2 separate regions of the Bombyx mori genome follow, and region 1 is linked to region 2. The links are chromatin contacts, called in public Hi-C maps. All regions are on one chromosome and are shown on one strand. Each heading gives the region's core, a stretch centred on a gene start, on an enhancer-like site or on the middle of the called end of the contact. The rest is flanking DNA. Distances are from core to core; before and after follow the strand shown.

Region 1 (4,084 bases), core at 1,384-3,883, 39 kb after region 2:
AATTATCGGCGACCCCCCAGATAGGGAGAACAGTAGGATAATACGAGCTGCTAAATCTATCGCAGAATAAAAAAATTGGCGACTCCTAATAAGCCTCCTGGCGGCCACCACAAGGATCGCGACCTCTGATTTGAGGACTACTGCACTATATAGATTACTCTTGAACGTCTAGTTTGTGCGTGCGGAGTACAAACGTTTTTTTTTATTATTAGATAGATAATATTTTTTTAGGTAACTCACTTCTCAGAGTAGGTCCTGGATCTGTGCACCGCGCCCTCGCATTCCTCCGGCACGGCAAGTGGCGCCTAAGGACAGGGTTGGAATAGTTTAGTAGAAATAATTTATCTGTATCATAAGACATCTATATTTTATTTATACCAAAATGCGTTGTGAAAAAATCAAACCCGCAAAATTCTAGTTTGCGTAATACTGGTTGGTGGTAGGACGTGTTGTGAGTCCGCGCGGGTAGGTACCACTGCCCTGCCTATTTCTGCCGTGAAGCAGTAATGCGTTCTGGTTTTAAGGGTGGGTGGCGCATTTATATTGTAGATGTTTATGTGCTCCAGTAATCCCTTAACACCAGGTGGGCTGTGAGTTCATCCACACATCTAAGCAATAAAAAACAGATGATGTGCATGCAACTTGCACGTGCACGTGAAAGAAGTGAAACTTCTTTTGCGGTGTGTAGTATTGTGGTTTTCTTCATTTTGCAACCTTAATCAAGTTTCTCAAGTTAATAGTGAATGCTGTGTATAATAGAAACGACCTAGCTCGTTTTGTCCTTTCCCTCTCTCCACGGTCGAGTGGTTCGCGAGACGCTCTGTTTATTTTCTCACTCTCGCTCTTCCTAAATTGTATCTTTTCTCTCTAGCCGTAACGAATCTGTCGCGAGTTCAATTTTACTCTCAAGGCGCCTAAAGAAGTTTCACTTCATAGATGAAAAACACTCAACGAGCGACCGAGCTTGACCGTCACGTAATGTGATGGGAGTTACTACAGCTCGGAGTACACTAGCAGGGCGAGTACCTGGTTCTTGGACAGCAGCGTCCTCCGGGTCTGGTCCGGGCCGCTCTGCGTCAGGAGCTCGTGGGGGTGACCAGATTCCACTATGCGCCCCCTGTTGGAGGACATCACGGGTTATAGTTGAGACAATTAGCTCGCCTATGAGGTCGCACCTCACAGATGCAATGGTACCTTGTAGGCAACGAACCATACACAACTAAGCAATTTAAATTCTTATACTACTAGTCCCACAGTAGTCGAAATTCGACTATAATTAATTGAAATTATAAGTTTGAACATTATTATCAACTATAATGGTTCTATTGTCAAATACAATAATATTTATACTTCTATAATCACAGATTTCGCCAAGACTACACTATAGACAAATAATATTAATCTATTCTCAATTTGACCACAGACTTTAAACAATAACAAAAGTTTGAAACAAAGAGTATATAATATGTATATACGTGTGTCAAATACGTGGTAGTGTGTGTAATGTTTTTTTTTATTAACTTAGTGTATTTTTTTTTGCATAATAAATAAAAATTATTTACATTCTGCACTTCTTCTCTATATTCTCTATAAGCGTGGGAAATTTCATACTCCTCCGTCCGCGCAATTATCATAAAAAACGTTTTTGCTTCACGTATTAATATATAGATAAATGTAGAGAAAATAATTTAGTATTTAAAACCTTTAAAACTCTTTAATTTAAAAAAAAAGATTTTTCTATACGAAATCATTCACTTATCATTCATTGATTCAAATTTGCATAGTATAATAAGACTGTTTAAAATATTAATTTAAAAACAGTTGGGAGGGGGTGGGGGTCTTTAAATGTTTTCTTTATAATGATAAGGTCAAAGCCCCGTGAGGTCACCTACTCGTTTGGTGAATCTAAATACAAGAGTTTGATAGTATGCTTACTTGTCCATGACAATGACCCTGTCGTAGTCCATGACCGTGTTTAGTCTGTGAGCGATCGTGAGCACGGTCGCGTTTGAAAACTTCGTCCTTATCGTCCGTTGGATCTGCTTGTCCGTTCTGTTGGGAAACAAATGAATATGAAACGCTTTTGTTGTGAATACATGCAGACAAGACGGTGAGTGGTGACCGTCGCCCGTGGACCACAGCTTTTTTTTTTCTTACCTCTGCGGATAGCCTTGAGAGGCTATATCAGCTTCACCCTAACGTGTAGGTGAGCTCACGGGGCTCATACCGGAGTGTTACTAGCACAAACCCTAGCAAGAGCAGTGCTTCGTAGAATCTATCACCGGATCGGAAACGCGACCCACTGAAAAGATGCGGCGAGAAGCTCAGTGGGCTGTGTCTGTGGGTTAATTTACTCGTCGATCCCGTCGTCGCAAGCGACGGGTTCGACGAGAACGGTGACCGGTGCTTGTGGTACCTTAAAGAATCGTTAGTAGATCGAGAGGATCCGTAATGACATGTTTAGGGCGACGTCGACTGCTTTCCATTCGGTCTACAGTATGAGACATCAGCAATGCCAGGACAAGGCGTTGTCTTCGCGCGTTTGCCTGTCGTTCCTTGTCGGTGCCCCCCCGTCCTCCAACCCCCCGCCCCCCGGGGTGCTCACTCGGTGTCCACGTTGGCGGTGGCCTCGTCCAGCAGCAGCACGCTGGAGCCGGCCAGCGCGGCGCGCGCCAAGCACAGCAGCTGCCGCTGACCGGACGACAGGGAGCCTCCGCCGTCTCCCAGCTTCGTGTTCAGGCCTGCGGGTAGACTGGAGACCAGATCCAGCAATTCCACCTACGAAGGACGTGTGATTGTATTGTTTTAGAATTTACAAATAAGTGTTTAAATTTTGTATTTATGCATCGGTTCTGGAGGCGTGGGGTGTCGCCCTGTGTTCATGGGTGAATAGGGTCCTATCTTGTGTGTTTGAGGTTGATCTTGTTTCACCATGTGTTCATGAGTGGGTCGTGTCCTGCCATGTATGCTTGGGGTCAGTCATGTCCTGTCTTTTGTGCTTGGGGTCAGTCATGTCCTGTCTTGTGTGCTTGGGTGGGTGGGGTCCTGCCTTGTGTGCTTGTGTGGGTCGTGTCCCCCTGTACCTGTTCGAGCGCGGCGTATATCTGCGCGTCGGTGGCGGAGTGCGTGGGGTCGAGGTTGTCCCGGAGCGAGGCGGCGAAGAGCGCCGGGCGCTGCGGCAGGGCGCAGAGCCGCGAGCGCCAGCAGCGCAGCCCCACCTGCTCGGCCGTCACGCGGTCCACCGACACCGTGCCCGCGATGCGGCTCAACCTGGGGGAGGGGGGAATACGTCACACGGGCACTGCTTGTGGAGGATATTGAACCCGAAGTCGTCGTATCCTAAAAAATAAGACGTCCGGTGCAATGGTATGCAGCGATGCACCGTTGTTCGAATCCCGCAGGCGGGTACCAATTTTTCTAATGAAATACATACTTAGGAAATCTTCACGATTGACTCCCATGGTGAAGGGATAACAAACACTGTATAATAAAAATGAAACCCGCAAAATTATAATTTGCGTAATTACTGGTGGTAGGATCTGTTATGAGTCCGCACGGGTAGGTACCACCGCCCTGCCTATTTCTGCCGTGAAGCAGTAATGGGTTTCGGTTTGAAGGGCGGGGCAGCCGTTGTAACTTGGAATCAAGCGTTCCAGTTCGAGGGGTGGGAAAGTTGCTAAAGCATGATTGAGACATCGAAAGCTATCTAAGCTAGGATTTGACTGCGGAACCCGAAAACCCTTACCTAAATAAAGCGTTGAGCAGCGAACTCTTTCCCGCCCCTGTCCTGCCGACCACAGCCACCTTCTCCGCCGGCTGGACCTTGAAGCTGACTCCCTTGATCGCGTAGACCGGGGCCTCGGGTCTTGGAGCCTCGTTCTTCCCTTTAGGCGGTTTCTCGTACTCCAAATAGACGTTCTCGAAGGAAATTTCGCCTGCAGGAAGATTTAGTTGTATTTAAGACCTGGATTTTGGTCTGGAACTTGGTTATTGGGCCGTATGTTAGTCTGCCAGTAAAAGAACTGTTCTCGACTCCTACACACCCTGTATATGCTGGGATAGCAACACTCTTGCGGGACTCGTG
Region 2 (3,814 bases), core at 115-2,614:
TGAAGGTAGATCGCAATTTGGCTGTGCCTGTAACATTGCCAATATAGATGAACATTAATAATCAATCGAAATCCGAAAATACTTTAATTGATGATACATTATATTTTTACAATGCAGTAGAAATTACCTCATGTTTTTAACCGGTCACCCCAGTTCACCGTCCGCGCCGCACTGGTCGCTTGCGACGAATGTATCGGCGAGTAAATTAGCCCATAGACACAGCCCACTGAGCTTCTCGCCGGATCTTCTCAGTGGGTCACGTTTCCGATCCAGTGGTAGACTCTGCGAAGCACTGCTCTTGCTAGGGCTAGTGCTAGCAACACTTCCGGTTTGAGCCCCGTGAGCTCACATACTAGCTCGGTGAATCAAGAATAACCCCTCGAGGTTACTGGAATAATTAGGGAAAAAAATGTTTTCAACTCATTTTGCATTAATATATGGAGGACTCTCAAATTGACTAACACCACTGAATAAAATCAGTCAGTAGTCCCTGAATAAAATGTGTGATGCAATTCTAAAATGTCAATAATTGTGCATTTGTAATACAGGTTCTGCCGACTGAGCTGCTGGAGGAGCCTGTATACCAACCTCCGCGGAGAAGAGAGAGGCGCGCTGATTCTGTACGTACACGAGCCGAGAGAAACTTCAGTTTCCCTCCCTACTAATGCATTCTGTGAATCATTTCCCGTTTCTCAGTAGTTCAGTAAACACTGGTTTGTGTGGATTGGAACAGTGCAAACAATCATTTACTCAACCTTATTTATTATCATTAAGGAATATTAATTCAAACAAACTAATAATTACGTTTAATGACCAATTAGGCTGAAACATTAAGTTGTGACACATGTTCTCATGGAATCTGCCGTCAGAACGTTCCTATACTCTGATCTCTACGATAGGATCGTCTTATCACTTAGAGAAACTCTTGAGCTTCGCCTTCGTATATTAAGATGGCTTGTGGTATTTTTTGATGTGATGACAACTCAACCACAGAAGGGCTGTAAGCTCGTTCATCCAACTTTGCAATAAAAATGACATAGTCCGCTCCACGGCTGCAATGGCGCGGTAAATATCATTGAGCACTGTACCGCACATCTGTACTTCTGTATATATTTGCTTAATATTGATTAATACAAAAATTAAAGTAAATAAAAAACTAAGGAAACCCTGGAAATAAAGAAAATGAAAGACAAGTTCTTCATTTTTAGCTACGTGACAAAGATGATCGTCGAAGACGTCGATCTCGGTCGTGGGAGAGAAGAAACCGTCCTCGAAGACACCTCAGGGAAAACGAGCATGATGGTAAACGGTATGTACCCACAACAAACAGACATTGATCCGACCTAAATCTAGCCTCTAGTCTCATACTACACTACTATAGACACAGTCTTCTACAGCTATGTACTAATCCTGGGCTATTCTCAAACACTACAGTTTTAGACTACCATAACGACGACTATTGTTTCTACAGGGTCCGACCCTCAAGGTCTCCTTCTCCTCGAAGGTATAGAAACAGAAGTCCACCTCCAGCAGACAGAGCTAGCAGGTCTAGGTATGTACCTGTGTAATCAAGAAAGCCTAAACAGAAAGAAAAATTTAATTCTAAATTCTTTGTATTCTATGCAATTTTACAACCAAATAATTACAACTTTACGAATTGTACAATATACTAAGATACTTCTAGACTTGATAAGTTCGACAAGTTTTAAATAAACGACCACGTTCCAATAGACGAATAACAAAATAATCAAGGCGAAATTAATATCGCTGTAGCAACTCAGAATATCTTGAGTGTTGATGTCCGTGTGAAAATGTAACATATATGTATTCTTGTTTATAAACAGATCAAGGTCCCCAGTGCTGACCCGCGACAGGGACCACGACAGAGAGAGGGACAGACTGCGCGTGGTGCGTGAAATAGAAAGAGATAGAATATCGAGAGATAGAGAACACAGAGATACGATCTCAAGATCAAGAGACCGGGATAGGTTAGTTAATGTTATTGGAAATTGTATGTGTAGTTTAAAATCGAAATTAGAATATTAGAGAGAGGTTATGAAATTATTGCATCGTCATATGTCCTTGTAGCTTTTGCAAATTTTCAAGTTAACTGGACGTTTTGAGGTCGATGGAAAATGACTTTCAGAGATCTCGTTACATACGAACATACCTACTAAGATAAACATAGCATGTTAAAAGCAGCAATTAATATGAGATTTTCTATTTTCAAAGATAAAGACATAAGTAAGTTCTAACTTAAGTTTCCTAACCTTTTTCATTCTTTCATAAGATAATCTCTGATAATATTGTTAATCTTGAAATTAATTTAAAATAGTTAGATATTTATTAATAAATTAGGTAATAAATAATGTGTATTTCGAACAGGTCTCGCGATAGGTCCCGGGAGAGATCTCGCGATAGATCCCGAGGTTCACTATCGCCCATACCGGATACGAGGCTAGACCATAAAGACGGCTACAAGCGGAGATGTAGAGATTTCGATGGTAAGTACCTCGACAAGCACGGGGAATCGAAGGCTGGCGTTATGCAAAAGATAAACAAACGGCTGCAGTTTTAAGCGAATAAATATTTTATGCAAGAATAAGTTCAAATGTCATCATTGTAGAAACTTAGATAAACATTGTAATTCTTTATTAAGTTATTGGTGCGACGTTCCACTGCATCTATCTTAACTGTACGCAGTGGCTTATCGAAGGTGATGAAGGTACCACCATACAAAAAGACTATATAGCCATCTGGTTTGAGATATTTAGCCCATAATAATTTGTGGCACAAATGTGCAGATATGGCGAACTGAGCAGTGGTATTAACCCATATTGGGCATGACTCATTATTACTCAAAATACAAATTGGACAAATGCTACGTATATATCTTGATATGGTTGGCTAAGAAAGTTACATCTTTTGTTGGTGCAAGTCAAGGATAATAACTTGTTGTTTCTTTCAGAGAAAGGATACTGCATGCGAGGAGACCTCTGCTCATGGGACCATGGCGCCGACCCGCTGGTGCTGGAAGACGCCGCTTTGTCCAGGGTCATGCTGCCCGCTCACGTGCCTGGTAAGATTTCATGCTTCACTATCACTGAGATCAGTGTAACGTTCATCCGATTAAAGCAATGTGACGCTCCTAGAGAGAGGATCCATGACCTCAATCAATCTTGTCCTTTCCTTTCGTGTCAGATCTGCGCAAGAAAAGGTAGCCAAGTATGAGCTTGCAAATTTTCTTGTAGTCTATACTAATGAGAGTAACTCGTCACATCGCACACTTAAAAGAATAGTTTTAATGAAAATCTTAATAAGATTGTTATGGCAAGCTTGGGGAAGCCTCTGTCCAACAGTGGGCATAGCTGAAAGTAGTTGTAGTAGAACAGATCACCAGAAAGTTTTAGCCCAATTTAAAATGATAATTGATCTTTCCTTGAAATTATTGTAACCATAATTTAGATATCAAATCATTATTAAAAATACATAAATTTTCGTCTAATCTGTAAAATTCATTTTTGTGACTGTTTTCACAGAATACAACCCCCTGGCCCCGGACATCTGGTGCGGGGGAGCCTTCCCCGGGTACCCACCGCCGCACCCGCCGCGGGAGCTCATACCCATACCAAGGTACGCATACGAAACATGTCACAGTTGTAGACAATACTGGATTGTTTATACAAATAACTACATGGCCAAAGGCTCCATATCAACTTTAGGCACATTTAAAATTACAATTGGTGTATTAACTACACATATACAAACATCTGTTGCAAAAAGAAAGACAGAAAAACTATATATCTTCATAAAA

What was found. A called contact is a pair of places that touch in the nucleus more often than the background predicts.
Region 1: a contact with region 2 is called in a Hi-C map of posterior silk gland, with 2.1 times the contacts expected there. The contact joins two enhancer-like sites. A contact is called at or near these places in 3 of 7 Hi-C or Micro-C datasets (middle silk gland, posterior silk gland and whole pupa).

The regions. Positions count from the first base shown.
Region 1 is chr23:17,457,933-17,462,016 of ASM3026992v2, forward strand. It overlaps LOC101739554 (probable multidrug resistance-associated protein lethal(2)03659), which reads right to left. Exons shown (of 36, transcript XM_062675342.1): 29 at 3,746-3,935; 30 at 3,084-3,270; 31 at 2,606-2,778; 32 at 1,936-2,052; 33 at 1,027-1,117; 34 at 241-305. Among protein-coding and RNA genes, the nearest start is that of LOC101739423, 50 kb to the left of the region's middle. Within about 2 kb of position 2,634, at least 4 of the 8 cell types and tissues checked have open chromatin away from gene starts, as enhancers often do.
Region 2 is chr23:17,420,462-17,424,275 of ASM3026992v2, forward strand. LOC101739423 (RNA-binding protein 26) reads left to right here. Exons shown (of 23, transcript XM_012694317.4): 5 at 549-620; 6 at 1,209-1,309; 7 at 1,472-1,552; 8 at 1,845-1,988; 9 at 2,386-2,504; 10 at 2,969-3,079; 11 at 3,540-3,633. Among protein-coding and RNA genes, the nearest start is that of LOC101739423, 12 kb to the left of the region's middle. Within about 2 kb of position 1,365, at least 3 of the 8 cell types and tissues checked have open chromatin away from gene starts, as enhancers often do.